Regions from separate parts of the Mus musculus genome. Here all the other regions are linked to region 6. A link is a contact called in public promoter capture Hi-C and targeted proximity ligation data. All regions are on one chromosome and are shown on one strand. The core of a region is the stretch at or near the end of the contact, and the rest is flanking DNA. Distances in the headings are between cores, read along the strand shown.

Region 1 (3,455 bases), core at 408-2,907, 990 kb before region 6:
ATGGAGACCAAAAAGATACTGGATCCCCCCCCCCCCCAGGGTGTTACAGACAGTTGTGAGCTTGGGGATTGAACCTGGGTCATCAGGAAGAGCAGCAAGTGAAACCATCTCTCCAGCTCAAATTCACTTTCTTAAAGCTTCGTGGGCTGAGATCCTCAGATGTACAGTTTCTAAATAGCCCCCTGGATAAGAAGGCAAGAAAATGTTTTGGTCCAAGACAAGTGAATACATGATCCCTTTAGTCTGTGACAAGAGCAACCATGCATGTCAGGCTGAGAAGCAGGCTGTGGACATGGTAGCACAGACTTTTAGTCCCAGCACTCAGGAAGCAGAGGTGGCTGGATCTCTGAGTTTGAGGCCAGCCTGGTCTACAATAATGAGTTTCAGGTCAGCCAAAGTTAGAGTGAGATGATGCCTCAAAGAGGAAGAAAGAGAGAGAAAAGAAAGGAAGGGTTTGAGCTGGCACAGGGTGAACTGCTCTTGCACTTTGGTTTCCAGCATCATGACGGGTAGCTCACACATGAGCTGTAACTACAGCTCTGAGTTATCCCCTGGTCTCTGCACACATAAATACACATATAATACTGGGGGCCGGACAGATGGCGATTTAATACCATTCAGAACTGTTTTTAGCTAGGCAGTGGAGCTGGTGACAGTGTTATCACATGCCTTTAGTCTCAACACTTGGGAGGCAGACAGGTTCTACACTAGGACCAGTTCCAGGACAGTCAGGGCTAAGCAGAGAAACCGTCTTGAAAAAAATAAAAATAAAAAGTATACCATTTAGATTTTTTTTTAACTCCTAATTTTCAGATAAAAACAGTGTTTGGTCTGCTGAAACTCCTGGCAGCCCAGCACCCTATCAGCCCATCCTCGGTAACGTTTACAGTACATCATTAGTAAAGTCTCATTTTCTTCTATTTAACTCCACATATAATCTGACCTCATCCCCTCTTAAGAGCTTCGTCTTTTTTTTTTTTTTTTTTTTTTTTTTTTTTGAGACAGGGTTTCTCTGTGTAGCCCTGGCTGTCCTGGAACTCATGGAACTCACTCTGTAGACCAGGCTGGCTGGCCTCGAACTCAGAAATTCACCTGCCTCTGCCTCCCAAGTGCTGGGATTAAAGGTGTGCGCCACTACGCCCTGCTGAGAGCTTCGTTTTATGCCTACATCTTTAAAACTTCCGAATTATCCTCAATCCCAACTGCTCACGTATCACATTTCACTAACTTCTTAAGATTAACATCTTAAATTCTCTAAGTAGAATAAAGTTTCTCATATTGAATGACTCCTTGGAGACAGAACCTTGGGAAACACTGCGTTAAAGCCATATTGCAGGCTACTAAATGGACGTTTGAACCTTGCAGACCCCCCCTGTGACGCATATTCGATCTTCTGCAAGTCTCTTTCCTGTGCGGATGCAGGATTGGGACGCCACGATTCACCCAAGTAGCACAGCAAAATCACAGAAACTCAACGATCCAGAAGTTCAGTGAAACCTCTGTGCTCCAGAAGGACAAGCGCAAGACGGAACTTTAGTCTCACATATCCTACAGCTGCAGAGGAACGTTTCACCTGAAGGACCGCCTGGTTGTAGCAAGTTTCTGGTCCCCGGAAGTGCATCTGTTCCCTCCCCTGCCTCACCCCTTTGAGTTGAGGTTGGAGCTATGGCGGCTGCGGCAGCTGTGGGGCCTGGCCTAGGGTCCGGGCCTGGAGACTCCCCAGAAGGTCCCGAGGCGGACGCTCCGGAGCGTCGGCGGAAGGCTCACGGGATGCTGAAGCTTTACTACGGCCTCTCGGAGGGGGAGGTGGCGGGGCATCCCGCAGGGCCTGACCCTCTGGACCCAACCGATCTCAATGGGGCGCACTTCGACCCGGAAGTTTATCTTGACAAGGTGTGTGTGTGAAATGGGGCGGGTCCAGACCCCAAATATCTTGGACCCTAGATCTTACTCCCGATTTGGTTGCTGTGGTGACGGCAGCGGGGTTTATAAGAGGACAGCCCTTACTAGGCAATAGAGGCAGATCTGGAGGCCAAGGGAGCCTGGGCCTGACTTGAGGTCACACTGGGTCTGAGGTCTCGGTGCTGGCTCGTGGTAGTGGGTGTGACCATGCTCTTGACAGGCGCTAGGCAGGGCCTAGGTTGACTTTAAACTAAGCCAGAAGACCATGAACGCTGACAAATCCCAAATTGGGTCTAACCTGTGAAGTGTGCTACTTAAAGTGTGCCACTTATGGAATTCCTGATAAGGGTGGGATTGGAGTTGTCTTGCACTGAAATCCAACTAACGTAAAGCAGGGTAGCAGGACGTGAGTGAGCACTAACGCTGACTGTTCCTACCTGCTTCTCTAGCTGCGTAGAGAATGTCCTCTGGCCCAGCTGATGGACAGTGAGACGGACATGGTACGGCAGATCCGGGCTCTAGACAGCGACATGCAGACCCTGGTCTATGAGAACTACAACAAGTTCATCTCAGCTACAGGTGACCCCACTGGGACACACTCCTCAGTCTTACACCACCCCCACCAGGTCCTCACCCCGTGTTAAGAAAAACAGGGATTAAAGGAAAGAGACCCAGATTACAATTGGGTCCCAACCTTAATCCACTGCTGCTGAAGTGATGACTCCTGTGGGGGTGGGGTTTGTCCAAAGGACCAGCGCTGGGAAGGAAGAATGAAATGCAGTGAGTTTCTCTGCAGCACTTAGGAAGCACCAGCGTTTCAGTAAGCTTTAGCTTTGTTTGTTTATTTATATTGTGCACATGCATATGTGTGGGACACAACATTTGTGTGGGGGTCAGAAGACAACTTTCAGGAGTCTGTATTCTCCTTCCACCATGAGGGTGCCAGGGATTGAAGTCAGGTTATCAGGCTTGGTGACAAACACATTTGCCTGCTACTAAGCCATCTCAAAGTCAATTAAAATTTTTGTTAAAAATGTTATTAGTGGTAACTTTTGTTTCTGGTCAGTCTGCCTTCAGAGCAGATTTGCCACTCTCTCCCCCTCTGTCTGTATCCTCATTCCTTAAGATTTACTAATAGTTTTTGGGTCCAGGAGTCACCCCACAAACCACATGAACACCAATCTCAGTCACATAGGCACGGTTATTGAGTGCACACCCCAAGACTAATTGATTAGGGCAACAGCTCACAGATTCGGGAGCTGACAGCCACATACCTGTACACTGTCCGGGGTCAGACTTTATAAGGAAAAAGCCATAATGAGCTCATAAGCAGATACAGGGTGGGCTGCAGGGTGGGCAGCCTTTTTTCAAGTGTGTTAGTAGTTTAGACATTCTGGTCAAACTAACCCCTTGTCTAGCTTGGCTCTGAGTAAAGGCCATGGTTGGGGAATCTACCTTGGCTTTGCCTGAAGGCCACAGCTGGGGAATTTCCAAGGCAAGTAATAAGCCTCTCCATTCGATATATGGCCAGCCCGACTTCAGTCTGAGCAGAC
Region 2 (3,301 bases), core at 372-2,871, 870 kb after region 6:
AGAGAGAGGTGTGAATGATGTTCCCCACCTCTAGTCTCTCTCTAAGATTCGGTCTGCCGCTGCCATATACATCCATCCTCCTGTCTGCCCTCCTTTCTTTTGGCAGGTTCTTCCTGCTCCTAGGCTCTGGAGAACACGGAGATTGGGGGTCTCCTAGAGGAAAGCCTTCTGCACCCCAGTGTAATAGAAAGGTAGGTGAGAACATGGGTGTGGGGACTTTGAAGAAGCTACGCGGACTTTGCTTGAGGGGATCAGCTCCAAGAACTGGGGCGGTGGAAGTTGGCAGTTCGCTGGCCCTACCTTCTCGACCGTGACCTCTCGATCTCGGACCCCTCCCGGCGGCGATGGCGCCTTCCCCTTGTGTGGCCCCGGCGCCCCCGGCCCCGCCCCCCCGTTCGCTCCCTTCCCGGCGGCGGCGGGGGCGGAGGCGGGGTCCGGGCGTTGGGCTTCGGGGCTCGGCTGAGCCGCTGCCCGCTCCGGCGCGTCCACTCCCTGCCTGGCCCGCCCTCCTGCCACGGGCCGCCTAGCCAGGCAGCCGCTCGAGGGGCTGCCGGCAGTCTCGGCGCTCCCGGCCGCTGACGGACTTTTTCCTGCTGGGTCCGGCCAGGCTGCGTCTCCCCCACAACACCCTCCTGCAGTAATCACTCCCAGGCCACCGCGGGCTCGGGGCCCCGGCCACCCCGCCGCGCCTACCTGCCTCTGGCTCCCAGGCGGTGGGCAGCATGGAGGGCTCCGGCCACGCCGCGCGCAGCGTAGTAACCGGAGTCCCGTGGCGGCCCGGCCCGGCCCGGCCCGGCCCAGCTAGGTTTGCTCTGCCCTCCGCCCTCCTCTCGCGCGCCCTCCTGCCCTCCCCGCGGGCCGAGGAAGGAGTTCAGCGCGGCCCGAGGTGTCGGCCTCCCCCTCGCTTCCCGCTGCTCGGCCGCGGGCTCCCCCTCTGCCTCTCTCCCTCCCTCTTCCTCTCCTGGCCCCCTCCTCCCTTGCGCCGCGGCCCCCCCCCCACACCCTCGCTGCCCGCCTCGGACTCGCTCGCCCCGATTCTGGCGCGGGGCTCTGTGTCCGCGGGTTCCCTGGGACCCCGCCTCGCCGCGGCTCCAGGTGGCCGCCCGTCCAGGTCTGAGGGTTGTCCAGGCTCCCCGCCGCGTTCTCAGCCACCTCCTGGCTCCGCCAAGCGGACTCCAGGAATGCCGCGTCCCCACCCGGCCCCTCTCGAGGGCGCCCGGCCGTACCTCCCCAGCCCGAGCTCTGCTCCCCGGCCCGGCCCGGGCTTGGGGCTCCGAGGGTGGGGAGGAGGACGGGAACCGGATCTCACTGGTGCTGGGCGGGGGCGGAGGCCTCGGCCTCGGACGCCTGGCTCCTACCTGCTCGGAGGTCCATGGGGCTGGGGGCCGGGCCGGCCGGGCGCGGCTCCTCTCCCAGAGGCTGGCGGAGTGGGAGGGCGAGCCGCGGCTCCGGCGAAGCTTTAATAATCCCATCCGCCAGGCCCACTCGCAGGTTTTTTTCTCTCGGTTTCGCATTTTTTTTTCGGTGTGGGACATTCTGCAAACTTTTTTTTTTCTGACGTGTAAAGCTGTAACCACAAATTGTAGCAGCCCTCCCCGGGTGGGGGGAAGAGGGGGGAGGAGGGAAGGGAGGGCTTCTGGGGCTCCTCTCCCTCCCACAACACTGAGGGGGGGGGTGGTGAGGTGAGGCAAGGCTGCGACGGTACCACCCTAGGCCTCCTGGGGGAGGGGGCAGGGAGGGCATCGTCCCTCGGCAAACTCCTGAGAGCTTGGAAAGGGAGCTGGCCTTGGTGTGGGCTTCTTCCTTGGTGTCGGCCAAGGCATGCTGGCCTTCTTCCCTCTGCTCATTGCCGGGTTGAGGGTCCCTGTACCCACTCTACCTCTGCCTCTTCATTCTAACCTTCCCTCCCCCTCCCACTTGAGTAAATGCAATGACACATTCTCTCAAATGCCAGCAAGCTGGCCTCCAAGCAAGTGATGGTGTTTTTCCTGCTGCCCTTTGTCTGGGCTGACCGCCCCCCTTGCCTATTGTCCCGCCACTTGTCCCACTTCCAAAAGCTAGAGCTAAGTGTGGCGCCAGGGGCTGGGGCAGGTGACTAACCAGCTCACAATGCCCCCTGAGGAGGGGAGAGGGCACCAGGGCCCAGCTTCTCAGTCAAGTTCACAAGGGTTTTCATTCTTCCCGGTGACCAGGGAGAGTGCACATGGGTGGGGGATTTGTAATTCATTAATCAGCACAAGGCACCGGACCAGTTTCAACACCAGAGGCTTCACGGGTGACTCAGCGGGAACTCGAAGATTCAAGGCCATGGATAGACCCAGCATCCCGTTAGTGAAAAGCTTCCCCATCGAGACATTTGGCATCCTCTTCCCTTTGGGGGTTTGGGTTGTTGGTTTTTCCGGTGGTGAGGTAGGGGTGGTTTGGCTAAGAGCATTCTCCCTCCTTCCCCTCAGGCCTGGGTTGGGACTTTCTGAGTGGGAGACCTAGGGGACCCATAAGCCTAGACCCTCCCAGGAGGGTCTCCTTTCCTCCTCCTTCCTCCCTCTCCAGAGGGCTGCCAGGGAGAGCGAGGGAGCATGAGAGCTAGTGCAGAGGAAACAGCTGTCATCTGGGGCTTGGAGGCAGCCCCATTCTGTGATTTTTCTTGGGGGACAGTCATTTGGTCCCCAAGTCTTGGGTGCTTGTAGAAGCATTCCACCAATTAAGTCATCTGATAAGTTGCTGTGTTGTTTCTCTGTAGTCTCACCAGGGGTAGATAGCGGTGGCAGCCAGCCGTGGAAGGTGATGCCTGTCTCTGGAATGGCATGAGGTATTCACCCCCCCCCCCACTTCTGCTGGGACCCCTGGGAAAGGAGGGCACTCTGCCAGTCCAACACAGCCCCTCCAGCCTGTGGGTCAGCGTGGGCATCAGTCATGGCCAGTGCTAGTTTCCCAGGGCGGCACTTCCCTGTTCTGCACTGGAGAACTGGGGTGGGGGGGTGGGGGGGTTGGGAAAAAATTTGTTTTCAATTACCTCACTGGAGTGGGACAGACTTTGTTGTTGGGGTGTTTCTTTCTATTTTTTTCCCCTCTTTCCCTTCCTTTCTTTCTCCCTCACCCCCCCCCCCCTTTTCTGAACAAGAAGAAAAAGCTGAGAATGGAGAGCTGGTCTGGGTGGGGGCAGGGAAGTCTAGAGCATCAGTAGCTGCTCTGATGAAAAGTGCCTTGGAGGGGCCCTGTGAAAAGTGCTTAGACCTCCCTCCCCCACCTCCCCACCCCCCACCAGCCAGGGCTCTGGAGTTTCAATGGCATTCTTGGCCAG
Region 3 (3,267 bases), core at 16-2,515, 880 kb before region 6:
TCGTAGTGTTGTGTGACCTTGCTGCCACCTGGTGGCTAAATTCCTGCAGCCCAGCCCAGTGCTTCCTGCTACTAGTGTGAAAACCCAGTAAAGTTTTGTTTTGTTTTGTTTTTCTGTTGGACAGACTTAAAATGTGGGCCTAGTCGGCTGCAGTCTCGTGTTAATATCTCACCTCAGCCTCCCAAATATTGAGATTGAAGCTTTGAGCCACGATGTTCACTGAGAAAGTTGAAGTTCAATCAGCCTTTAAACACACAGACACACTTTGTTTTTGTTTTGAGACAGGGTTTCTCAGTGTGGCCCTGCTGTTCTGGGTGCCATTCTGTAGACCAGGCTGGCCTTAAACTCAGTAATCTTCCTGCTTCTGCTTCCTTAGTGCTGGGGCTAGCGGCATGGTTTTAAATGGGTGTTTGTGAGTACCTGAGTGTATGTATGTGCACCATGTGATTGTAGGAGCCTGTGGAGGTCAGGAGGTCTCAGGTCCCCTGAAACTGGAGTTAGAGGCAGCTGTGAGCCACCACACTAGTGCTGGAACCAAACCCAAGTCCTTTGTGAGATCAGTAAGCGTAACTGCTAAACCATCTCTGCAGTCCTGTTTGGTGTTTCTTGCTTGCTTGTTAGGGTCTCTCTGTATAGCCTTGGCTGGAACTTGCAGAGACCTGCCTCAGCCTCCAAGTGCTGAGATTACAGGTGTGTGCTACCAGGCCTAGCTTCAAACCGTTTTTTCTTAAAGGCTCTGCCAGTCTTCCATTCCATTCTTAGGGTGTCACAGATCAATTGACCTAAGCCAAATCAATGGAGATTTTGGTTCGAAAATTTGGTAAATACATCAAGAAGAGAATGCACTCCTTGTTTTACTCTCTAACCACTCCCCCTTCAGTGACCTGCCCTCCCGCTATCCCCGTGACTGACAATCATAACAGCTATAATAACCACATTCCCTACGAAAGCGTTAGATCAGGACGAACCAAGGCAGAGCAGGATGGAGATGCTGAGGTGGGGGAGGAAGGAGCTAACGTGCCCTTCCAGGGCCGTGCTGGACACACGTGTCAGTCACTGCAAGATACAGACAAACAGCGCCTCCTGGCCAAGGGTAAAAAAAAAGGGACAAACAAGCATCGCAGAGCTTAGCAGAACAGGCGACTCCTGAAACAGCCACAGTACGGGGTCTCGATTCTCAATTTCCGCGCGGAGTGACGCGCAGAGGCGCGTTCTGCGCAGCTGCAGTGGGAGGACCGGCGCGTGCGCGGGGAGGGCGGGGCCCGAGCAGAACCTCGCGCAAGCGCGCGCTAGGCAAAGCGTTTGGCGGGTTTTTCCTGTGCTGTGCTCCTCACGGAGAAGCTAAGGTGTAGTCCTCGGAAGCAAGTTTTCTCTCTGGATCGAGACCTCTCGAGGGCTTTTGAAGTATTTCTCTGTGACCTGGTGGCTGGGGTCGTTTGAGGGCTTAGGCCAGGTGGTCTCGTGACACGTCCCTGTCACCTTCCGGTAAAGCGAAAGGATAAGCGTCTGCAGGGTAGAGCTGAGGTCGGGGCCCGGCGGCAGGCGCCCGGCCACTCCCGGGTCACCATGGCCGTGTCCACCCAGCAGCTGGCGGAGGAACTACAGATCTTCGGCCTGGACTACGAGGACTCCCTGTTGGAGAAACGTGAGTCCCGAACCGAGAGGATCGCTTCCAAGTTCTATATGCTTGTGTGGTACCTATTGGGTCCCGACTAAACAACAGGTGACATTACCAATAGGAGACATTGGAACCGTTTGCATCTCATACCTAGTCATCTCTTGCTCAATGACTTTTCTCATTAGAGGTTTTTTTGTTTGTTTGGTTTTTAAAGACAGAGTCTTTCTGGGTAACCCCAGAACTCATTATGTAGATTACTGTGCTGGCCTTGAACTCACGGAGATCGCCTGCCTCTGCTTCCCGAGTGCTGGGGTTAACGATGTACACCACCATGCCCTGCTCATCAGAGTTTTTAGTGATCTGTGCAAATAGGAATTCCTCTAGGTGGATCCTAGTCCTTTATTTTAGCTTTGGAAGAAACTTCAAGGTGCTTATTGGCTCCCTCTCTTTATAGATGGAGGGACATGGGCAAGGAGACTTAGTTGCCTGATTGTGTGCCGACCCCTGACTTTTGCTCTGGAGTACAGTGCCTCATCCTATTGCTCCACAGAGACCAGTGGTAAAGATTTAAATCACACATCTCTCCTGGAAGATGTGTGCATCAGTGTCAGAATAGCAGTGTGTGTACCCCTTGAAATTCTTACTGTAGGAAATAAAACCGTAGTATAAGTGGGCTTGCCTGTTACCCCAGCACGTGGGAGGCTGAGGCCTGGAGGATCATAGAGAATTCAAGGCTAAGAGCTGAATTAGTGCCATCCTGTCTGCTTTGCTTGCTATAACTCCAATATCTGACACCTTCACACAGACATACATGCAGGCAGAACATTAATGCACATAAAGTAATAATATATACATTTTTTTAAAAGAACTTGAAATCTTTTGAAGATTCTGTGCCCTGGGGCTGGAGAGATGGCTGTGTGGTTAAGGGCACTGACTGCTCTTCCAGAGGACCGACATTCACTTCCCTGCACCCAAGGGATCTGCAACTCCCATTCCAGAGGATCCTGTGCCCCTTTCTGGCCACCTCAGGCACTGCATGCATGTTGTACACTTCAATGCAAGCTAAATACTCATGCATATAAAATCAAGTTTAGGTGTTACTAGAAAAAAAAATTGTCCCTATAAAGCTAACAGGTGTGTTTTCTGCTTTTCTTTGTTGTTGTTGTTGTTGTTTCTGTTGAGATGAGGTCTCAGATTGCACCTGAAAGCAGGTGTCACCAACTGGGAGGGGTGTGTCTTTTGCCTAAAGTGCTTTGTTGACCCCACTCCTGAGTTCTCCCCTTCCTGATTACAACAGGCCTCTCCAGAAGGGTTGTCCATACTGGATACCTTAAGTTTCCCTTTCTGTGGCTTTTGTCCTCCCGGTCATAGGAACCTGCTGTTATGGGGGACTGATGACCTTTGTCTTGCCAAAGGCAGGGCTAAATTTGTCCTTATTTGAATTATCAGCAGCATTTGCCGCTGTTCACTGTCTTCTCTTTGTTAAAATCTATTCTTTTAAAAATAGGTTTACTTGGGGCTAGAGAGATGGTTCAGTGGGTAAGAGCACTGACTGCTCTTCCGAAGGTCCTGAGTTCAAATCCCAGAAACCACATGGTGGCTCACAACCACCTGTAATGAGATCTGACGCCCTCTTCTGGTGCGTCTGA
Region 4 (3,413 bases), core at 595-3,094, 860 kb after region 6:
AAAAAAAAAAAAAAAAAAAAGCCTGTAGCTGGCTCTCCAGCCCACTTACAGTTTGGGAACTGCCGGCTAGATTAGAGCATATTAAGAGATGTAAGGTCAGAATCTCAGGCTTAATGTACTTTATTGTAAGCATTAGTGAGCTCCTTGATCCAATAACTCACTCATCTGTGCCCTCAGCTAGATGCCCAAGGTGGGCCCTTTAGGTTATCTGCCGACATCTGGTTTATGCCAGCCTGTGCTGGATTTGCCACACCGTAGGTCAGGGGTGTGGCGGGTGGGCATCTGGTGGTCATGATTAGGGCGTGGAGGTGCTCAGCTTCACAGGTCCCAGGAGCTTCAGCAGCCTGCTGTTTAGATGGAGAAGAAGCTGAACCAGGAAGACCTCCACAGTCAGCCTGCTGTTTCTCCAAGGTTGGAATGAGCAGAGCAGGCCATGATGTCTGTCCTGAAGTTCTTGGTGGCTAGGAGGTGCCCAGAGAAGGACAACGTGGGGGTACCTCAGAGTGGGTAGAGATGCCACAGGCTGTGGAAGACAGGGTGGGAGAAGGAAGTCATAGCCACATCAGTTCTGTTCCTTGATGGACTGTCTCTAGTTCTTACTTACTTACTGCCTACAATCCTGTGGCTCTGGTGAACACCTCAGGACTCATGGATAGCTCCATGGGCCCTAGATATACCCGTCCCCCACCATCAGCTCATAGAGGTAAGGATCATTATCGAGATCTATCTCGAGCCAGACTCTTCTTGCTTGACAGGAAGGACCGTCTAAGTCTGTTCCCACTTCTCCAAGTCAAGGTAGCCCCTACGTAGACCAAGAGGGTGGCAGCTCCTGGAGAAGTCCCTGGTTCCCCTGAAAGCTGTCCCAGCCTATCCTGACCTGCATTGGAAGTGAGGGTCTTCAGGGTGTGCCTTCAACACTTGGTACACCTCTAGGGGGGGCTTCAAGCCCATCTGCTCTGCCCGACTCCAGCGCTGCAGCCTTGTGATACCTGCCATCAGGAAAAGAAGACAGGATAGGCAGGAGAATCCAGGATAGTGGACATGGACGGCAGTTTCTTGAGCCTCCATAGTCAGTTTCAGGAGACAGTGTCCAAGAGCTAGGCAGGATTACTTTTGAGACACATTGATAACAGAACTGATTCAGAGATGTGCCTGATGGGAGGGACTGGAAATGGGGTGCTCACCTGTACAAGGCCCATACTGCCAGGCCAGGTCAAACTGCCTCAGCAGCTCCAGCTCTGTTTCCTCCTGGCTGAGGGACTGGGTGTCTTCCCCTGCAATAACATGTGGTGGCTCCTCAGGCACATCCAGGCCTTTGCCCTACCCTGGACTTAGAGCTGTGACTCTATATCCTGGCAATCTCCCCACCCATTTGCCTTTGCCATCCAGCAGACAGACAGCTCATCGGAAGTGCGAGACATGCTAGCTTCCCTTTTTAGCCAACACACACACACACACACACACACACACACACACACACACACACACACAGAGTCCTTTCTGGTCACTTCATGTCCACTCTTCCTGCCACCCCCACATTTTAGAGACCTAGCTCGGGTGCCAGCTCTCCCTTGCTGTGCCCAGGGGGCCCCTCCCTCTTCTTCACAACAGGATAGGAGTCAGTGATGAACCGCTTCCGACCCATGGCGGCCACCCAGGCAGGCGGAGCAGGAGGCAAAGAAAAGGCAGGGCAGCGGGCCTGTGAGAGACAGCTGCTGAGAGTGAGAGAGGGGGCCAGAGAGAGATGGGCCAGCAATGGACAGACAAGTTGACCCAGACAAGCAGAGAGAGGAAGTCCCTAGGTTCCAGGGAATGACGCCTGTCTTCCGCCCCCACAAGCACGCAAACATCAGAGACCTAAGCAAATGGCAAACGGCCTTTGCGGGGCGGGACCTTAATTCTAGCCAATGGCAATCGGCAGAAGACGGGGGGCGGGGTAGCTGCTGCTGCGTTTCGAGTGAGGAGGGGTTAGGCGGAACCAAGAACCTGTCAAGATGCCCCAGACTTCACCACCTCCTCGGGTTTCTCATTGGTCCACTTGGGTCCCTTGGGACATATAGAGAGTTATCCTCGGCCTCTCACTTCCCGTTTTTCCTTCCTAGGCAAATGTTCTTTTCAGCCTCACTAATCCCCATGGCCAGTTTTTAAGTCCCCTGAGAACCTTTTTCTCCTGCCGGTTGGCCCTAGAGCGCTGTGGGATCAGATCTGTAGGTCCAAAGAGAGTTTGGACTAGTCCAGGTCCTTCCCTGCTGCTCTTACTGGCCCCAGGAGACCTTGCTGGAGAAACTCATGAGCTCAGAAGGCTCCTTTCTCACAGTCTGCTGGCAGAGCCACTGTCCACCCAGCCCAGGCATGCGGTTGCTGTGGCCGCTGTCAAGTCCCACAGCCTGCCTCTGTCCACTTTGCTAGTCAGGAAGATTCCATTCCAAGCAGGACGCCAGAAGTATAGTCTCCATTCTCCATGGGTTCATATCCCCAGTTCTTAACTGACAGATCTGCTCTGTTTTTTTGTTTTTGTTTTTTTCTGAATGTGTATCATGAGCAGAAAATAATTTCAATAAACCCAACCCTCATATTGGACTTTCCATGTGCCGAGTTCTAAGCATCTCCCACATGCTAACTCAAAATAGATATCAAAAGAGTTTTTTTGCAAGTGGGAAGTGTAGGCAAATTGTGATCAGTGCTCTTAGTAACAGCTACTGTGTAACTAACTAGCTTCCCGTGTGCTGCAGAAGTGCTCTTAGTAACAGCTACTGTGTAACTAACTAGCTTCCCGTGTGCTGCAGAAGTGCTCTTAGTAACAGCTACTGTGTAACTAACTAGCTTCCCGTGTGCTGCAGAAGTGCTCTTAGTAACAGCTACTGTGTAACTAACTAGCTTCCCGTGTGCGGCAGAAGCTCCCAGGCTTGCGCGGTAGAGAGAGGGACATACACAGTCGTTAGTCCTGGACAGGAGAGCAGGAGCACGAATGCCTTAGAGCTGGAGGAGAATGGTAGGCATTGGGAGAAGACCTCAGGAGGTAATTGCTGTAAACAGCGTCTCTCAATTCTCTACCCATGACCTTTGTTTTGGGGCTCCTGTCATCACTGACTCACCCCTACTACCACCTCCCCCTCACCAACTTCCTGGCAGCGGGTGAAAATGCTGGCCCGTGGGAGTCTGGGAACCAGCACTTGGACTGACCCAGCACTAATCACCCTCTGGAGAGCCCATCCGGTTCTTCCTTCCAGGGGTGCAAGGATGGCTGGTTGGAGGCCTTTGCCCTCCTTTTTGGAAGCTCTGTGATCTGGCTTAGGAAGCACTCGGCTGGCCTCCCGTGTGTGTGGAGGCAGAGAAGAGGACCCCTCCAAAGAGAAACCCACCAGTGGTGGGCAGAAGGTTGTGTCTCCAGGGACCTCCTCTTGCTAGCCTTC
Region 5 (3,343 bases), core at 432-2,931, 930 kb after region 6:
AACAAATAGCAGCTTCTTCACTGGCACATCAGTGCCCAGCCCAGATGGGGGTGGGTGAAACCCAGGCTCCTCCTCTCTTACCCCTCCACCGCCTAGGTCCAGCTCTTCCTGTCACCTACACAAGGAGAGAACCTTCACCAGCCCCTAGCCTTGGACAAAGGCCATGAAATGGGAGATTAGCACACTAGCCTTTATGCAAAACCCAGGACAGTTGTAGAGCCTGCTGAAAATGTCTGGCCGTGCTTCACTGTGTCTGTTGGCCTGAGCAGTAGAAGCAAATGTCTGTGCTCAGCACTAGGAGTAAACATTTCCCTTCATGCTTTCAGGCAGACCCTAGTGCCCCTATGTTACAGATGAGGAAGCAGGCTCAGAGAGAGAAAAAAAAAAAAAGACTGCCTCCAAGTTCCTATTATAGTGGATGTAGACAGAATGCCAAGGCCAACCTTCTCTGTTTACTGTTTTAAACGCTCAGTTAGCCTCCAGGTCCTCTCTCCTTTCTATCTTCATTTATAGGCAGCACTCAGACTCCTAAACACCTGCCTCCCATACACCACACACGATCTCTACCAGCTTTGTTGCTTTGGCCTCTGGCATTCCTAGCTAGCTTGGCCCTGGGACTTCTGTGTACACCTTTCCTCATTTTAGGGAGCTAGCTACTCTGAAAACACCTGTCTTTGCTCAGGAGCCGAGGACAGCTCCTGAAACCTGCCTACCTAAATAAAGACTTGTTAACTAGTGAAGTATCCGGAGTCCAGTGTTTTAGCTAGTGCTCCCCTCCCAGGTTCAGTAGGTGGGGAGCTGGGAAGTGGGAGGGAGAGGTAGAAAGCACCCCATTGGCTGGGCCCCAGGGTTGACCTTTGCTACGGGCTTACCTTATATCTACATGTATGTTTGAGATTTTTTTTTCTTGAATTATAATCCTAAATCATATTCAGGCAGTAATCCCTCTGCAGACCTGGATACCCCTAAATTTTGTTCATCTGAGTTCATATCCTATACCTCAGTGGGCATCCCGTGTGCAATGGAAAAGCTATCCAGACAGACTCCAATAGAAATGGACAGGCTTCGTTTGGGATCGAACCCCAGCAGTCACTTGCCATTTGTATGGCAAGTGATTTTACCCGCTGAACCATCTCGCCAGTTCTCATCCATCCTTTCAACTATATTCTATTAAAATATCTATTCTGAACTAGGCAGCTCAAATACTCGGTATGCATACATTAGCAAAAGTCCATATTTAGGTGTGTTGAGCCCTTCAGAAAGGGAGCCTTGAAACAAAGCCCAGGCAGTCGCCCAGAAAATGTCAGACCTGCAGGGTCTGTGAGCTTCAGGGAGGTTGTATGGAGTGTCCCTAATACAGCTTACTGTCCCCTAATACAACCGAACAGACACAAGTTTTCTTTCTGGGCAGCTCACAGCACTAAGAAGGGCTGAGGAGTTGCCACTTAAACGTTCATGCATCTGTAATTCTGCCCATTAAATCTTGAACTTGCTCCAGAGTCAAAATGGGAGCCTCTGTGCGCGCGGCTCGGGGCGAGAGCTGGCCCAGGAGAAACCGACAAGGAAGATGGTCTAGTAAAGCCTATTCTATTCATAAGGCTTGCAGGATGGGAGGTCCAGATGTCTGGAACTACGACTCCCGAGAGGCTTTCCGACAGGCGCCATCTTTTCTTCCCACTCGACTTGAGAGTGGGTGAAGCTATTGCGTCAACAGAGCGAGCGGCTGCTGTCGCGGAGAAATGACGTAGGCACAGCCCGGTGCTGTCAGTCAGAGTTCTGCCTGGTCCGGGCCAAGGGTCCCGCGGGACCGGCGGGGCCATGGCGGCCGTATTTGATTTAGACTTGGAGACCGAGGAAGGGAGCGAGGGCGAGGGCGAACCGGAGTTCAGCCCTGCGGTGAGTGTTTCTCTCCGGGCGCGACTGGACCCGGGAGCCCGGCTGGTTAACCAAAACCCTGGCGCTCCCAACTCTGAGTGGTTTGTGACCCCTACAAACCCAGATCCAGCCCCAACCCCAACCCCAGCCCCAGCCCCTGGACCCAATCTTTCCTTTTCTATCCTTGGTCTCTCCTTCCCAACCTTTCCCCATCCCTGCTCCTGTCTTCTATCCTTGGTCCTCTCCCCTGGGCCAAGCAGTTGAGCCTAGGTTGGGAGGAGGTATTCTGGCACCTCCCATGGTTCTTATTACTTGGTTTCTCACAGGACGTGTGTCCCCTTGGCGAATTAAGGGCTGCTGGCCTGGAGTGAGTGAGGGTCTTGCTTGGGGGGTGGGGGTATGGAGTAGGGGTCGGGACTTGGAGTACACTAGAGCCTTTCCCTCATTAACTTATTCTGTCTTTAGGACAGTGGGACACTATGAAGAAGTAGAGCTGACAGAGAGCAGCGTGAACCTGGGTCCTGAGCGCATCGGGCCCCACTGCTTTGAGCTACTGAGTGTACTGGGCAAGGGGGGCTATGGCAAGGTACTAACATCCCTCTCTCCCTGGCGACCTCAGCTCTAGCCTGAGACAGCATACTATCCTTCACACCCAATAGGCTTGTAAATGTACGGAGTCTCTGATGGAATTCAGAGCTGGAGACCTGGGGGAAGGAAGGGCATATCCTTTCAAAATCTGATGGAGATCTTTACTGTTCCACCCTTAAGCTGAGTTTAGACCTTTTGGTCCCTTTAGGGTGGGGCAACCTTGAAGGTGGGGTGTGGTCAGAGAAGTTAATCCTGTCTCCCCTGCCCTACAGGTGTTCCAGGTGAGAAAAGTGCAAGGCACCAACTTGGGAAAAATATATGCCATGAAGGTCTTAAGGAAGGTGAGTCACTCGCTTAGCCAGCAGAGACAGAGTAGCTGCCATCCCCATCAGCCTGTGCCAGGTCTCGGGAAGACAGCCGGAAACATGATAAAGACAGTCCTTATCTTGACACTTGCTGACTTAGCATCTATTGTCATACATACGATTTTGGAGTAATTCTTGGATGGAAGAAGCTGGCCTGCTAGGGCACATATGGCAAGCTTTGATTGTCAGGACTCATGAGGACAGGCAGTACTGTTGGCATTCTGTGAATAGAAGCCCAGGATGCAGCGCAACAGGAACCCACGACAAAGAATTGTGTGGCTCAGTGTGTCAGCAGGGTCAAGTTGAGCTGAACTTGGTAGGATACTGTGTAGTCTCAGGACTTGAATGGGTAAAGCCGGAGGATCTGAGTGGTGGTAGGCCAGCACACCAGGGGCTACATAATGATACCTTGTCTCAAAGAACACAAGAAAGTATCAAGGGTGAGAGACTGAGAGGATAAACCGGTTCCGGAAAAGTTTACTGTTTTTAAGTCACTTCCTCTCAGGAGACAAGGT
Region 6 (3,236 bases), core at 521-3,020:
GGGCTACACAGAGAAACCCTGTCTCGAAAAACCAAAAAAAAAAAAAAAAAAAAATCAAGGTCATTCAGGAAGTTTCCTACTGGTCATCCTGTCAACTTAGTGTCTAGTAACAGTCCCACGTGGAAAGCTCCAGGAATGAACGCTGGGTCATTAACAGAATCGTCTTCCTAACTATGCTCAAGGCACAAGTCCCCTTTGTGGCCAAGCCCCACATCAGAGACTCACTGGGGATATAGAGGTCAGGGGCATTGAGATCTTTCCGCGGGGGCAGAGGCACATCATGGCTGTATTGCATTTTCCAGTTCTGGCCGTGGCGAGGTGGTCGGGTAAACAGGAGCAGAGAGAAAGAGAGAGAGGGTTGAGATCTGATGATCAGTCAGGTTATCCGCGAGTGGGGAGAGGCTGGCCAGCTCTCCTGGTGGGAAGCTCACCTGATGTGTGTATGGGAAGACCAATAGCCCTAGCTTCTTAGCGACATAGGCTGTGTCCACAGCAAAAAAATACTTGAGTTTGTTCACGGACACAAAACGGTGCAGCTGGAAGTAAAGAGAAGAGGCTATGGATGAGCCCTACCGTGATCCTTCCTAAAGGATGCCTGGGGAGTAAGATGGGATCCTGTGACACCCCAACCCTGGCCAGAAGCCCTGCCTCCCTCCTCCCGGGAGCCCAGGGCACACCTCTTTGTGCACTATGTCCTTCCCTTGGGATGCTATGGAGGTGCCATAGGCCATTGCCATATTGGCCACTGGGTCTCCAAGCAGGTTGTTGACACTGAAGGCTACATCAGCTCCTGGGGCTGGGTATCCGCCCAGTTGGCTGGAATAACCACCACTTGTATCATCGAAGAGTGGAGGAGGGTCTGGAGCTGCCCGGGTCCTATGCTTGGAACCTGCAGGTGTGAGAGGACCAAAGTAGATTACAGAATTACAGAGCAAGAACCCAGACCACTGCCCTTTCCCCAGGCTGGGAAGCTGTGCATAGGTCCTAAGGCACCGAACAATTGAGGAAAAGGCAGGATGAGTTTTAAAGTCGATCTCCTATCCTTCGGGGGGTCAGGGTGGGGGATCATTTACTGCATGCAGTGGGAAAGGTGTGCCTAAACATGGCTACCCATTTGGGGTTTCTAGGAAGTCTCTCAAGGGAAATGATCTCTGAGTACTAGCGAGTGAAAAGACGTTTGCTTGGGCACAATCACCGCAAAGACATTCCTTGACTTAACACAGGTAGAAAAGGCAATATTGGCTATTCGGAGTCCCTGGACAGTGGTCAGGAATGCTGCCCGAGTTGTAAGAGGGAAAGGAAGTTCTGGAGGCAAATTCGGTACAAGCAGGATTAGACTTGAGGATCCCAGTAGTGCTGTCGCAGCCTGATCTCAGGACTGGCTAGTAAGGGCGAAGTCCAGGACACGCTGCAGTGTGGCAGGGCAGGAACCCGAGAGACACTCTCCCCGCCCTGGGCAGCGGTCACTGCAGACCCTCTCCAACAGAACCAGTGGGTCTCTCAGCGTATTTGGCTCCCCGCTGCCAGGCCGCGCCCCGCCCTCCCCACTCCTCACGCACCGTGGACTCCATATGCCGAATGGTAAGCCATGGCCGTGACGTTCGCTCTACCCAAGGGTCGTGGGTACTTCGCTGAGTCGTGGGTACGAACACTACTGAAACAGCTACTTCTCTTGCCTGGTCCTGACCGAAGTTACCCGACGGCCCGACACGTCCCAGGGCTGTCCGATCGCGGCCGCCATGTCCTTGGCGTCACACTTCGCTGTCTACCATTGGCTCGTCGGAAGAGCTGGTTCTCCCCCTTTACACTTTCAATTGGCTACTGGTGAGCTCTCTTCCAATCGGGTTTTGTCATATTCAACTTCCGACAGATAGGGGGCGGAGCTACTCAAGATGTTCTCGGATTGACTAGTAGGCTGGCTAATTTGCGGCGCTACCAGCCAATAGGTGAGAAGGAGTTGTAACTTAGTTCCGCGTCTGCGCCAAGAGGCGCTTGACGCTCCTTGCCACGACTACGCCAATAGGAAGATTAAAGTCCTGACCGACCCAACTAGTCAGGGCACAAAGCTGGCTCCGCCGCAATGCAGTCCAAGAGGAATGCGGCGGTCGGTCAAGCTCTGACTGATCCCTGCCCCTACTCTGTGCTCTTTCCTCCAATTCACTCCATCCTGTTTTGGAGCTCCGGCCTGCTAGAAATTGTTGTTGTTGCCCGCACCGGGAGAGTGACAGCGCGGCCCTGAGCCCTGGAACGCTGACTCCTCCTCCGCCCTCCCACTCCTTTCAGAACTGGTGCTGTCCGTCGGCTGGTGCTGAAAATGCCCTGTAGAGTCCGCCGCTGGGCTCATCCCCGAGGGCCTCTGCTGGGAGGGTTTGGAATCGCGCTCAATACGTTATGCACACACGCACTCACACGCACACACGCGCTCACGCATGGGGCAGGAGACAGAAACTGAGACCACCCAGAAGATACGAAGTCCTGGTGGTATACATGGGACAGGAATCTGTACTGGGCCTTGTTCCATCGCTTTCTCCAGTGGTCCGGGAGATTTGGGAGGCAGAGGTGTAGTGACCTGTCTCCTGAAGGTCTCCTGAGTCATCACCAGTCCTGTGATCTCCAAGTGAGGCCCGTAAGCTTCACTCCTAGTCTCCTAGGCTCTTTTCTTCCCACCCAGGCTGTAACCACTCCCATCGTCGCTGGAGACAATCCCTCCAAGGGTCCCTCTCTCACAGACTGTCAGGTACTATTCTCTAGATAGCATGACACACCCTCGGATACTTACAGCTGACTAACTACTCAGCGTTTAGTTGCATAAGGTCAGACTTTTCTGATCCCCAAACTCAGCCCATGCTGTCCAACAGCTGCTTTTGCTCCTCCGCCTGGGATGCGGGAGATATGCCTTTCCCTTTTTATCCATTTGTCCAAATCCTTTAAGAGTCATGTTAGCTTGCTTGTGAGATGGCTCAGCAGACTGCCAAGCCTGAGAACCTAAATTCAATTCCCAGACGGTGGAAGAAGAGAGCCAACTCCGAAAAATCTTCCTCCGATTTGTACACTCGAGCTATGTTAAAGTGCACCTCTTTGCACCATCCCGCCCAGAGAGAGATACACAGAACAAATACATTTAACATGTAATTAATTTTGGGGGGGGGGGGAGATCGGGACTGGAGAGATGGCTCAGTGGTTAAGAGCATTGGCTGACTGCTCTCCGAAGGTCCCAGCAACCACACAATGGCTCA
Region 7 (3,142 bases), core at 163-2,662, 820 kb before region 6:
TCCCTCAGGTTTTCTATGTAGCCCCAGTGGCTTGGAGCTTGTGTAGCCTGCATGGGCCTTGAACTTGTGGCAATCCTCCTACCTCCTAAAGAAAAAAAGACAATCTATGCATACATATACATATACACATATATATCAGGTCCAACATGGACAGAGAGTAGATCGCTTCTAAATCCATTGAAACCGAGGTTTGGTGACTTTGTTAGGAGTTATTTCAAAAGGCCTGGTGGGAACAAAAGCACTCAGTAAGCAGAAGAGAGCCTAGGAAAACAGGGCAGTACAGAATACGAATGAAAATCTGCTTAGAAAGAGTGAAAAGAAATGGGCTGAGATGCAGTGCCAATGGGCTTAAGGGAGTCCTGTTGGTTTCTTCTTCTTCTTGTTTTGTTTTTGTTTTTGCTTTTGTTTTTTTGAGACAGTGCTTCTCTGTGTAGCCCTGGCTGTCCTGGAACTCACTTTGTAGACCAGGCTGGCCTTAAACTCAGAAATCCTCCTGTCTCTGCCTCCCAAGTGCTGGGATTAAAGGTGTGTGCCCCTACCGCCCGGCTGGTTTCTTCTTTAAGGGGAAACATGTTTGTTCATGGATTTGCATAACTCGATACTGAAGGAGAAATAAATAGTATAGAACTAAGAGGGCTAGTCACACCAGTGAAAACTTTCAATGTGGAGAATGGCTTGGTAATAGCAATCAAGGGCTTGTGGGATGACACAGCAGATACGGACTCTGGGCACCACGCCTGACAACCTGACCACCATCCCCCAGGTACAAAGTAGAATGAAAGAACTCACATCCCCAAGCTGCTCTCTCACTCTTACACATATGCTATGGCACATGCACGCACACAAAGACAGACATACAGAGCAAAGGAATGGAGAGAGAGGGAGAGGGGAGAGGGAGAGAGAGGGAGAGGAAGAGGGAGAGAGAGGCAAGCAAGAGAGAAGAGGTGGGTGCCAGTGAAGTTCAAGGACCGGGTTTACTGGCAGGAATTGTCCGAATGAGAGTCAGGCCCAAGAACAGCCCATTTTGGGCACTCACTTTCCATTCTCTAAAATGGGCTGACTGGGAACAGAGGTACCTAAAGGACTGGGACTCTGACCTTTCACTACCTACCCACCAATCTCTCCCTGTGTGTCAACCTCGTGGCTAACGGCCAGCCAGGCAGGACACTGTTTGCAACTTCTAGCCTATCCGCGTGGCCTTTTCACTTACCTTTCTCACTTTCCAACCGAGCCAGATCTCCTAGCTGAGGCGTCACTAAATGGAGGGGAGACGGATCTCTAGAATGAGCTGCAGAGGGCATGTAAGTTTTCCAATCGCGCCTGCGCACTGGGATCCTAGGCTCCTTCAGGACAGGTCGTTCTCGAGCGCTCGCTCTCGTGGGCCTGTGCGTGCGCGCACCCCCTAGCTGCGCCTGCGCAGAGGGTCGAGGACCCTGTGTCCTGAGAAGGCTTAGCGCCTGCGCGTTGTAGGTTTCGGGGCCTCCCGGCCTGAGGGAGAGGAACAGGGAAGATGGCGGCTGTGGTGGAGAATGTAGTGAAGCTGTGAGTGGTCTTTTTTGTTTGTTTGTCTCTTTTTTCTTTTTTAATCTCTCATGTACCAGAAATCTTGTAAAGGACCTGGGAGTAGAGAGGGAGGTGCGGGAAGAGACAAGGTAGAGAGAAGGACATGCCCGGGAAGTCCTTGCTGTGCGACTGCTGGGAGGGAGGGCAACAGGAGACTCGGGAGACGGCGCTGGGCTTCTTTTGGAAACTTGTGGAGGACTGGAGGGGGGCACACCGGAGCCCCCGACGGGTGTCCTCCTCGCGGGCCGAGCCCCGAGCGGAGCTGCGGGCTGCGAAGGAGAGGCTCACGGTCCCTGGCCCCTCTCTGGAGACGCGTCAGTCCCGCCAAGCCGAGGCCGGCGGCACTAGGAGATCGGGGTCCCCTCCCCGCCCACCGCCGTCCCTGGGGCCATAGGCTCCGCCGTCCCTGCGGAGTCCTAAGACTTAAGCAGCCTGGTGACGTTAACCGGGAAATCCGGGGTCCACGAAACTAAAAATGTTCTTGGGAAGAACTGGTCCAAGAGCAGAACTTCGGGGAGTGGGGAACTAGACCGGAGCCAGATGGCCTTCCAGTCCGCAGGAGCCCTGAGGTGGGCGTTCTCTGTCCCCCAGATGCCATTGTGCGGGTCAGATTTCCAGTGGAGCTGAAATAAACGGTTGTTGGGCGACACCGGGAACGGGGACTGGCCTGCTAGTCGCTTCCCCTCAGTTGGAGATGTTTGGATGAGGCTCTTCCTTCCTTCTTGAAGAAGAATCAGAGTTTTGGAACGGGGTGCCCATTGGATTTAAGAATGGCCTTCTCTTCCCTTAATGGCCATGTTAGACGTGATGTAAGGATAGAGAAATTGAAGTGTTTCAGCTGTCCAATCAAAGCTTTTGGATTCTGGATGACAAAGTAAAGGTTTTGGAACCATTCTGGAGGACTTTTCGCAGCTTTATCTGTCTTTGTCGTGGGCTGAGCCCCAATCGTCCCAAGAGGCTTTTAAAAAATTTTTTTTAAGGTTAAGTTGCTTCTTCCCTGCTGCTTGCAGCCCCTTTCTTTGAAAATGCTTTTCCACTTCCATTAAGCTAAGTGCCTTCTCTTGTGGCTTTTTTTTTTTTTTTAATCTCGCTTTTGGCTTCATCCTGCTGCCTATTTCAACCACCCCTCCTCCCAACGCTATTATCTCTGTGATCTGCCCACTCCGGATCCCCGGCTCTCTTCAGGCTGACATTTCCCTCAATTTAGAAATGAGGCTGTTAATTTACCAATTTTATAGTTCTCCTTCTGGACTCAGAAGTTAAGTCTTTATTACCCTGCCTTTCTCTTTGTTGGACCCCCCTTATTCCCCTGGAAGGGGAGTTGTCCTGTGCCCCCTCCCCACCCCCCAGGTTTCCTGTGAAAGGAGGAGTCACAGCTTTTACCCTGAAAATCTTACTGTCTAAAAGAATATGCTTGCCTAGGTTTTCAGAATTAGATGTCAATGGAGTTCTTCATGTTGAAAGATGGTCTGGCAGAAAATGGAGTTGCCAACCCATTGGTGTAGTATTTTAAGTGTTGGGTGCCCATTTAAATAGAGCATTGCTCTTCATGCCTCTTTAACTCACTGGTTCCTGAGTA

What was found. Promoter capture Hi-C pulls out the DNA fragments that hold promoters and counts their contacts.
Region 1: a contact with region 6 is called in a promoter capture Hi-C map of liver, with 5 times the contacts expected there. A contact is called at or near these places in 5 of 39 promoter capture datasets (hippocampal neurons, liver, neutrophils and 1 more), 1 of 484 Hi-C or Micro-C datasets (liver), 2 of 130 datasets of targeted methods (astrocytes and bone marrow-derived macrophages) and 2 of 9 other capture datasets (adipose tissue and liver).
Region 2: a contact with region 6 is called in a targeted proximity ligation map of pancreatic cancer cells. A contact is called at or near these places in 4 of 39 promoter capture datasets (the 3T3-L1 cell line, liver and pre-B cells) and 2 of 130 datasets of targeted methods (memory CD8 T cells and pancreatic cancer cells).
Region 3: a promoter capture Hi-C map of pre-B cells shows a contact between it and region 6, with 3 times the contacts expected there. A contact is called at or near these places in 2 of 39 promoter capture datasets (liver and pre-B cells), 1 of 130 datasets of targeted methods (memory CD8 T cells) and 1 of 9 other capture datasets (liver).
Region 4: a targeted proximity ligation map of pancreatic cancer cells shows a contact between it and region 6. A contact is called at or near these places in 1 of 39 promoter capture datasets (cranial neural crest) and 1 of 130 datasets of targeted methods (pancreatic cancer cells).
Region 5: a targeted proximity ligation map of pancreatic cancer cells shows a contact between it and region 6. A contact is called at or near these places in 2 of 39 promoter capture datasets (the SN4741 cell line and liver), 2 of 130 datasets of targeted methods (memory CD8 T cells and pancreatic cancer cells) and 1 of 9 other capture datasets (liver).
Region 7: a targeted proximity ligation map of memory CD8 T cells shows a contact between it and region 6, with 7 read pairs. A contact is called at or near these places in 3 of 39 promoter capture datasets (hippocampal neurons, liver and pre-B cells), 1 of 130 datasets of targeted methods (memory CD8 T cells) and 1 of 9 other capture datasets (liver).

Annotation. Positions count from the first base shown.
Region 1 is chr19:6,075,389-6,078,843 of GRCm38.p6, reverse strand. Vps51 (VPS51 GARP complex subunit) reads left to right here and starts at 1,657. Exons shown (of 10, transcript NM_001081041.1): 1 at 1,657-1,893; 2 at 2,352-2,481. The coding sequence starts at 1,666. It also overlaps a transcript of Tmem262 not described here.
Region 2 is chr19:4,212,558-4,215,858 of GRCm38.p6, reverse strand. Clcf1 (cardiotrophin-like cytokine factor 1) reads right to left here and starts at 1,621. Exons shown (of 3, transcript NM_019952.5): 1 at 1,359-1,621. The coding sequence starts at 1,374. Gm45928 (predicted gene, 45928) reads right to left here and starts at 1,434. Exons shown (of 4, transcript NR_132309.2): 1 at 1,359-1,434. It overlaps LOC102631992 (a long non-coding RNA gene), which reads left to right. Exons shown (of 4, transcript XR_003952884.1): 3 at 107-2,809.
Region 3 is chr19:5,962,204-5,965,470 of GRCm38.p6, reverse strand. It overlaps Pola2 (polymerase (DNA directed), alpha 2), which reads left to right and starts at 1,265. Exons shown (of 18, transcript NM_008893.3): 1 at 1,265-1,645. The coding sequence starts at 1,567.
Region 4 is chr19:4,230,324-4,233,736 of GRCm38.p6, reverse strand. Pold4 (polymerase (DNA-directed), delta 4) reads right to left here and starts at 1,844. Exons shown (of 4, transcript NM_027196.4): 1 at 1,549-1,844; 2 at 1,185-1,274; 3 at 878-989; 4 at 103-523. The coding sequence starts at 1,645. The coding sequence ends at 499. It overlaps Gm45928 (predicted gene, 45928), which reads right to left. Exons shown (of 4, transcript NR_132309.2): 2 at 1,185-1,274; 3 at 878-989; 4 at 105-523. The region is part of intron 2 of LOC102631992 (a long non-coding RNA gene); the gene reads left to right.
Region 5 is chr19:4,161,721-4,165,063 of GRCm38.p6, reverse strand. It overlaps Rps6kb2 (ribosomal protein S6 kinase, polypeptide 2), which reads left to right and starts at 1,681. Exons shown (of 15, transcript NM_021485.3): 1 at 1,681-1,896; 2 at 2,202-2,242; 3 at 2,341-2,461; 4 at 2,736-2,804. The coding sequence starts at 1,819. It overlaps Carns1 (carnosine synthase 1), which reads left to right. Exons shown (of 10, transcript NM_134148.2): 10 at 1-740.
Region 6 is chr19:5,087,072-5,090,307 of GRCm38.p6, reverse strand. Yif1a (Yip1 interacting factor homolog A (S. cerevisiae)) reads right to left here and starts at 1,770. Exons shown (of 8, transcript NM_026553.4): 1 at 1,560-1,770; 2 at 678-889; 3 at 432-536; 4 at 226-304. The coding sequence starts at 1,590.
Region 7 is chr19:5,911,141-5,914,282 of GRCm38.p6, reverse strand. It overlaps Dpf2 (D4, zinc and double PHD fingers family 2), which reads left to right and starts at 1,412. Exons shown (of 11, transcript NM_011262.5): 1 at 1,412-1,542. The coding sequence starts at 1,511. Gm42067 (predicted gene, 42067) reads right to left here and starts at 1,329. Exons shown (of 2, transcript NR_168272.1): 1 at 1,211-1,329.